Linked DNA regions of Mus musculus: region 1 is linked to region 2. A link is a contact called in public Hi-C data. All regions are on one chromosome and are shown on one strand. The core of a region is the stretch at or near the end of the contact, and the rest is flanking DNA. Distances in the headings are between cores, read along the strand shown. Region 1 overlaps Edem3 (ER degradation enhancer, mannosidase alpha-like 3). Region 2 holds the start of Rnf2 (ring finger protein 2).

What was found. A called contact is a pair of places that touch in the nucleus more often than the background predicts.
Region 1: a Hi-C map of B cells shows a contact between it and region 2, with 5 read pairs. The contact joins the enhancer-like site here to the promoter of Rnf2 in region 2. A contact is called at or near these places in 3 of 39 promoter capture datasets (the HPC-7 cell line and pre-B cells), 2 of 484 Hi-C or Micro-C datasets (B cells and granulocyte-monocyte progenitors) and 1 of 115 datasets of contacts at active chromatin or transcription factors (the SCID.adh cell line).

The regions. Positions count from the first base shown.
Region 1 is chr1:151,801,609-151,805,482 of GRCm38.p6, reverse strand. It overlaps Edem3 (ER degradation enhancer, mannosidase alpha-like 3), which reads right to left. Exons shown (of 20, transcript NM_001039644.2): 14 at 1,040-1,205; 15 at 664-818. Among named protein-coding and RNA genes, the nearest start is that of Edem3, 48 kb to the right of the region's middle. Within about 2 kb of position 2,467, at least 11 of the 459 cell types and tissues checked have an H3K27ac peak or open chromatin away from gene starts, as enhancers often do. A contact at or near this core is called in B cells, where this site is marked.
Region 2 is chr1:151,498,904-151,502,890 of GRCm38.p6, reverse strand. It overlaps Rnf2 (ring finger protein 2), which reads left to right and starts at 1,900. Exons shown (of 7, transcript NM_011277.3): 1 at 1,900-2,172.

The DNA.
Region 1 (3,874 bases), core at 1,218-3,717, 300 kb before region 2:
GTGGGTCTATCCCTGGGTCTAAAGTTACAGACATTTGTGAGCTGCCATGTGGGTACAAGGAATTGAACCTGGGTCCTCTGGAAGGGCAGCCAGTGCTCCTAACTGTTGAGCTACCTCACCAGCCCTTACAATATTTTAAAAGCAAAATAATCCTTTCCTCATTGAATAACAATAATGCCTACTTTATTCTTTTAGTTACTTTGTTGTCAATAGCCTTTATGATAATTATCTAGATACAAGAAAATAAGTTTGTTTATATGCCTCCCAAATAAGTTTAGTTTCAATCAAGAGCAAGAAGGAATTCTAAAATCAATAAAACACAAACAAAGCAATACAAAAACTGTCTTTCCACTATGCAGAAACTACAAAGAAAACATCAAAACACACTGAAATAATTGATGAATCTTCTGTCAAAAAATTAGCTAGATAAATTTAAAAACTGTTCTGTACTATCTACTATTAGACAAAATATGAAAAAATTCACATAAATTTTATTCAATAAAAACTACATATCTCAGTATCTCTGGTCGAAGTGAAAAGTCTTTTCAACTGTTGCTATAGCTCCTTAAGCATAGTGATTATTATGAATTAGCTATATTATTCAGTGTAGTGGTGTTTATCCTACAGTAACGATGGCATTAGACATAAAAGGGTACGTCTTACACTCTGATGATGCCTCTCGGACAGCTCTTATCCACCACGTTTTTCAAGGGTTCACGGATGCTCTGAGCATACAATGGATCATTAGGAAAAAGAATCTGAGTGTTTGGACAAGTCCAATCAAAATTACTATCATCCAGTTCTGTGTATTCTGAGGTCTAGAACATAAAAAAAAAAAAGTAACTAATAATAACAGTGATACTTAATATTAGGATAAAAAGGAAACAAGAGTGATGTCCTAAAAGAAAATGAGACAATATTGTAAGTAACCCCTCCTACCAAGCATATTAACTGAGTTCTAATTATGGGTTACTTCTTACTTAGAAAAAAACAAATTATAAAAGTGAAAGGTGATGAAGGCATTTAATTTAAAACTCACTGTGTTCTTCTTTGAGATGCTTCGGTTTGTGGTGGAAAGCCAAAGCGGTAACAGATGAGCTTCTGTTGTAAAGATATAGTCTTCTATGTCAAAAATGATGTCCTCTTTATCAGCAAATAACAGGTACAGGTATTTAAACATTTCAGCCAAGAAGAATGAATCCATTCTAAATTGAAGTCGCAAATAAATATTTAAAAATCCAAGTATCAGTGATAGATAGTCAATATAACACAAAGTGTTTCAATCCTCCACTGCCGAAGTAACTTGAACCACGATGGCATAAAAGATCAGAGGAGCTGCCTACCACTACTGTTAATTTTATCAAAAATTCACAAAAAGAAACCTGTAAAATATCCCACACAAACACAAAATTCACACCACTCTATTTCTTTGGTTTTTTTTTTTGAGACAGGGAGCTTTGGCTGTCCTGGAACTGGAACTCTCTCTGTAGATCAGGCTGTCCTTGAACTCACAGAGAGCCACTTTCCTCTGCCTCCTTAGTGCTGGGATTAAGCCTAAGCCACAACTGCCTGTCTTGGGTTTTTTTTTTTAATTAATTTATTTATGTTTTGTTTTGTTTAAGTGTAGGTGTGCTATGTCTGCATGCACCCCTATATACCAGAAGAGGGCATAAGATCCCTTTATAGAAAGTCATGTGGTTGCTGGGAATTGAACTCAGGACCTCTGGAAGAACAGCCTGTATTCTTGACCGCTGAGACATCTCACCAGCCCCAACACTACTCATTCAACAGGTTTTCTACTATGGAGTAAGTAAACTTCCAGATGAAGGTACTAATGAGACCCATACAAGAATCTTATAAGTCAGGTTAACACATGAACAAGGCACGTCACTTTTGTGGTATTTGTTATGCAGGCATTTAAGTAATGAAAAGACTTTAAAGGCATCACTTATAAAAGGTTCCATAAAGTAAACGCAAAGACCCAGGACTGTAGGCACAGCTTTGTACAATACTTATGTCCCAGAGCAGTAAGCTTTTATCTATTTGTTTACTTTATAGTTGAGGAGAGTAAGAGGGACAGATGGATATGCCTTCACAAATAGTTTAATGTTACAACATTTTAAAGAGAAATTTAAACAAATTTCATGTCAGGAAAAGAGTATATAGGGAGTAGCTGGTATTGCTCCCACAGCAAGGCACCAAGGCTTTGACAGTAACACATGCCTGTGGTGTATTTAACAGGTTGCATCCGATCATACTTCTCCCCAAGCTCAGCTTGTGGCTCATAGAGGCCCTCAGTGATGCTTACTAAATTGAATGCAAATTGAAAGGGCATTGCTAAGGATGATGGAAGTGGTGAAGAACTGGGCTTTAAAGATGAATCTCTTCTGCTAAGGAGGTCACCAGCCATTGGGACATTACCTAAACACTGTGACTGCTGTTTCCTATTCTGCAAAAGGAACAAAACAGCCGACTTACGTGTCAGAGTGAAACCACAGCTCTACTCGTTCCTGTATCTGAACAGCTGTGTGGTGTGTATGGGGACTCAGAGGCTGACAGCTGTGTGGTGTGTATGGGGAGTCAGAGGCTGACATGTATCTGACAGCTGTGTGGTGTATATGGGGAGTCAGAGGCTGACATGTATCTGACAGCTGTGTGGTGTGTATGGGGAGTCAGAGGCTGACATGTATCTGAACAGCTGTGTGGTGTGTATGGGGAGTCAGAGGCTGACATGTATCTGACAGCTGTGTGGTGAGTATGGGGAGTCAGAGGCTGACAGCTGTGTGGTGAGTATGGGGACTCAGAGGCTGACAGCTGTGTGGTGTATATGGGGAGTCAGAGGCTGACATGTATCTGACAGCTGTGTGGTGTATATGGGGAGTCAGAGGCTGACAGCTGTGTGGTGTGTATGGGGAGTCAGAGGCTGACATGTATCTGACAGCTGTGTGGTGTATATGGGGAGTCAGAGGCTGACAGCTGTGTGGTGTGTATGGGGAGTCAGAGGCTGACAGCTGTGTGGTGTATATGGGGAGTCAGAGGCTGACAGCTGTGTGGTGTGTATGGGGAGTCAGAGGCTGACAGCTGTGTGGTGTGTATGGGGAGTCAGAGGCTGACAGCTGTGTGGTGTGTATGGGGAGTCAGAGGCTGACATGTATCTGACAGCTGTGTGGTGAGTATGGGGACTCAGAGGCTGACATGTATCTGACAGCTGTGTGGTGTATATGGGGAGTCAGAGGCTGACATGTATCTGACAGCTGTGTGGTGTATATGGGGAGTCAGAGGCTGACATGTATCTGACAGCTGTGTGGTGTGTATGGGGAGTCAGAGGCTGACAGCTGTGTGGTGAGTATGGGGACTCAGAGGCTGACATGTATCTGACAGCTGTGTGGTGTATATGGGGAGTCAGAGGCTGACATGTATCTGACAGCTGTGTGGTGTGTATGGGGAGTCAGAGGCTGACATGTATCTGACAGCTGTGTGGTGTATATGGGGAGTCAGAGGCTGACAGCTGTGTGGTGTGTATGGGGAGTCAGAGGCTGACATGTATCTGACAGCTGTGTGGTGTATATGGGGAGTCAGAGGCTGACAGCTGTGTGGTGTGTATGGGGAGTCAGAGGCTGACAGCTGTGTGGTGTATATGGGGAGTCAGAGGCTGACAGCTGTGAGGTGTGTATGGGGAGTCAGAGGCTGACAGCTGTGTGGTGTGTATGGGGAGTCAGAGGCTGACAGCTGTGTGGTGTTAATGGGGAGTCAGAGGCTGACATGTATCTGACAGCTGTGTGGTGAGTATGGGGAGTCAGAGGCTGACAGCTGTGTGGTGAGTATGGGGACTCAGAGGCTGACAGCTGTGTGGTGAGTATGGGGACTCAGAGGC
Region 2 (3,987 bases), core at 651-3,150:
CCTGTTTAAGCCAATCTAGGATGATCCATTCCAAGTTTTTTGGTTTTCTTCCAGACAGGGTTTCTCTGTGTAGCCCTGGTTGTTCTGGAACTCACTCTGTAGACCAGGCTGTCCTTGAACTCACAGAGATCCATCTGTCTATGCCTCCTGAGTGCTTGGATTAAAGGTGTGGGCCACCGCAGACTGGTCTCATGCCAGTGAAGAGGTAAAATAGATGAAGTCACACTGATTTGTTAGAAGTATCTTTGTACTAAAGGATTTTTAGCCCAAAGTCTAACTTTTTAAATAATTTTTAATCTAAATATCCCATACGTTTTCTTCTTTAAAGACAATCCTACTGTGACCCTTTAAATAGGATATTAGATTTACCTGTATCTTCTGTGCTCCCTATAAATGACGGCCTTCCTTAACACTGATTGACTGGCTTCAAGCAGTTACACATCACGATTTCCAGAAGCGTTTGAACTAGAGCAAAGAGTTCTCAATTATGAACATTCCGCTTTGATGGAAGGTCAGTGTTTCTGCTCCAGACTACCCGTCTCCAGAGGATGGAGGAACACAACACTCGGGGTTATTTTGGCTTTGATTCACATCCCGGGAAAAGTTTAACCTTGGGCTTTTTAAATTGCTAGAGTGGACAGTAAGTGTGAGCACCAATCCTGGTTGGTCACATCTGGGATTAACAAAACACCAAACAACTGAGCACACTCGTGAATGTTTTCTTGATTGGATCATTCAAGCCTTGAAGTCCCATCTGAACTCTTTGCCACACCTTCTGTGGTAGCATACAAAAAAGGAAGGGGTGAGTAGAAAGCTTTCGCCAGCAAGATCTGATGCTGAGACATTACTTTACTGATATTAAAAAACACTTCTTTGGATTCCAACATAGGCCAACGACCCGCTGACACAGCCAGCACCAAGGGCTTAAAACTACTAGGTTCTTCACCTTGTAGTTTGGAGACAGTACTGTTGGCTTAGACCACAGCCTGTAAGCCACTCTAATACCCACCCCACCTCTCTCTATATTGCATATACTTAATATCCCCCCTCTCTATATGCTGAATATATTTAATATATATGCATTCTATTAGTTGTTTCTATAGAAAACCCCGAATAATACAATAAGTAAGAAAATTTTAAGCCACAGAAAAGGAATTCCATAATAACGTTACTGGAAGCTATAAGCCACCTCGCCCAATTTCAGTGCAGTGCAAATTAAGTGCCTTCCCATTTATCATCTGCTATTCTTGATTATCCTTTCAAGAGACCATGACCAATGAAACATTTTGAAGTTAGGGAACTTTTTTTCCTACGTGTTACTTAAAAGTTAAATGCAGGAATTACCGAGTGACAACTTGCAGGCTATTTTTTTGGGTAGTGGTGGTGGTAATGACAACTATCTATGGCTACTTATATTTTCAAATTCAGAACACTGAAAGCGTCAAGGAGGTCGATATAAAGAGTAGCAAGGAGATCATTAGGGACGTACTAACAAGCGCCTATTTCCAGAGTTGAAGGTCACTTTCCTTAGATCTTGCTGGCTTTGTATGCCTTAGAGATCCAAAGTCCGGAAAGTTCTGCAGCAGAAACCCTGAGGATTTACTTGGGCTGGGATGACTACGAGGACGAGGACGAAGTCAGGGGCTGGAAGCCCAAATCGAAACCTCAGCAGCGGGAGGGAAGGCGCAACCTGTGGGCTCAGACAGGCCCAGAAAGGCTCCAGGACGGGGGAAACAGACAGAAAGAAGACGCCCAAGTCAGCAGGCGTTGGCTGGGGGCTGCGCCGGCGCTGGGGGCGTCTGGCGAGCTGTAGCCACGGGCGGGGGCGGAGCCAGGGCCAGGGTGTGGGCGTGGCCCGGCGGTCCGGGCCTGCACTAGGCACGCCCCTTCCCCTACGCCAGGGGCCTCCCCGCGCGGTGCGCGTCCGCGTCCCGCGCCTCCGCCTCCTCGCTCGCTCGCTCGCTCGCTCGCTCCTTCCCGCCCTCCCCGCAGCTCCGGCCGAGCCGGCTCCCCCCTCCCCAGTCTCTCATGAATATTGAGCGGCCCCTGTTGTATTTCCCGAGCTCCATTGCGGAAGCCGAGACTCGCCATATTGTGCGGCGGCGCCGGCGGTTGATTCTCGAGTCTCGCTCCGGCCACTGCCAGCGCACCCCCGGGCTGGGGCAGGAGCCGGTGAGCTAGGCAGGGAGGGGGATGGCGACGTCTGCGAGGGCGGCGGGCTGGGGCAGGGGCACCCGGAACGGGCCGCGGCCCGAGCGGCGGCGGGGCTGGGGGTGTGTGTGTGTGTGTGTGTCCGCGGCCGCGAGGGGCCGTGAGGCGATGGCGCCGCCGCCCCCGGCCGTTCGCTCCGCCGCTCGCGGCCCGCCCGGGAGGGCTCATTGTTCGCGGCCCGTGAGCACCGGGCTGGCGAAGCGTCCGGAGCCCTTCGGGGAAGCGCACCCGCGCGGCCCTGGGCTTACGGCGGCCGGGGCCTCGAGGGCGGCACCGGAGCGCTGGGAGAACTTAGCCCTGGGCTTGCTCGCGGGGCCCGGAGGTCGGCGCCGTGGGGGCGGGGAGGGGCGCTCCGGGCCGACAGCTCTCCTTTGGGACCTGGCACCGGGGTGGGCTCGGGATCCCCTCTCGGCCCCACATTCCTGGAGAGCCGCCGCCTGCCCCGGAGTATCTGTTGCCGCCTCCGCGAGCCACGGGCTCACCCTGGAGGCGGTGTTGGGGGAGGGGGCGACTCCGTGGGTTCGAGCTGCTTCGCGTTTTGACCCCGGGCTGTGTTTGCCGAAATCCTTGGTCCACTCCCTCTGCCTGTCGGCTCCCGAGTCCCGGCCCTTGTTAGAATCGTTTCCTCGCTTCAGAAGTCGCCTTCATACTCGCAGAGATATTGTTGTTGGTTTAAAAAAAAAAAAAAAAAAAAAGGTCGGTCTTGGAAACTTTGAGGTTCCTTTCTTTGCTTTTGCCCACCGGAACAGATTACCGATTCATGTCCCCGAAGCCCCGTTGGGTGTCTTTTTAAAGAAGCTGTCGGAAGTTTGTATGCCTTGTGACTTGTTGTGGAAATGTCAGACTTTCTACACGGTGTGTGAAAAAGCTTAGCTAGGCTTTTAAGTATTTGGTATGCGGTTATTTCTTTTGAAATAAAAAAAAAGGAAGGCATAGTGTCAAGTAATTTAAGCCATATTTTAATTAAAAGTACCATAAGTCATTTGCATTCAATTATTTTTTGATAGTTTCGAGATAATCAACTGGAGTACTTAGTGGAATTGGTATCTAATTATTTGTAATTGTTGAATATTTTAATAAAGCAAATGTCGGGTTTTGAGATTTATTTTATTTTTATTTATTTACTTTTGCAAGCGACCCATTCAGTATTTTGAGATTTATTTTATTTTTATTTATTTACTTTTGCCAGCGACCCATTCAGTATTGTCCAGGCAAGCTGGCCTCATACTCGATACTGAGTTTAAGGCAATCCTCCTGTCTCAGCTTCCCTGGTGACAAGATTATAGACATTCAACACAGCTGTCTTACATTTTGTGTCTTAAGTTGAACTTTTAACCTCTGATTTATAAAGAACTTAAACGGCAACAATATTACTCCTGGATATACCTCTTTGCCCTCTAAAATCTCTACTTGCTACAATCAACAGGTATCCTTTTTTAAAGACTTGATGGTAACATCTAATCTATTTAGTAAAATAACTGATAAATATATAACACTCCAGTTGTTAGGTATCACACCAAATATGGGTTTTTACTTTCTCCAAGTTTACTTATTTCTCTAAATCCCTCGTGTGGAAGGGACAGGGCAGTAGTTCAGATGAAGACTAAGTTGTAGACTTTAGACACATAGCTGACTTAGCTTTAGGAGTAGAGACAGGCCATCCTGGGCTACACAAAGAGCAGAGTGGGCTATGAGACTGTCTCACAAGCACAGACAAGGCAAAATCCAAGCCTCTAAAAGGAGACTTTATGATAGCCTTTATATTTGAAAAATAAG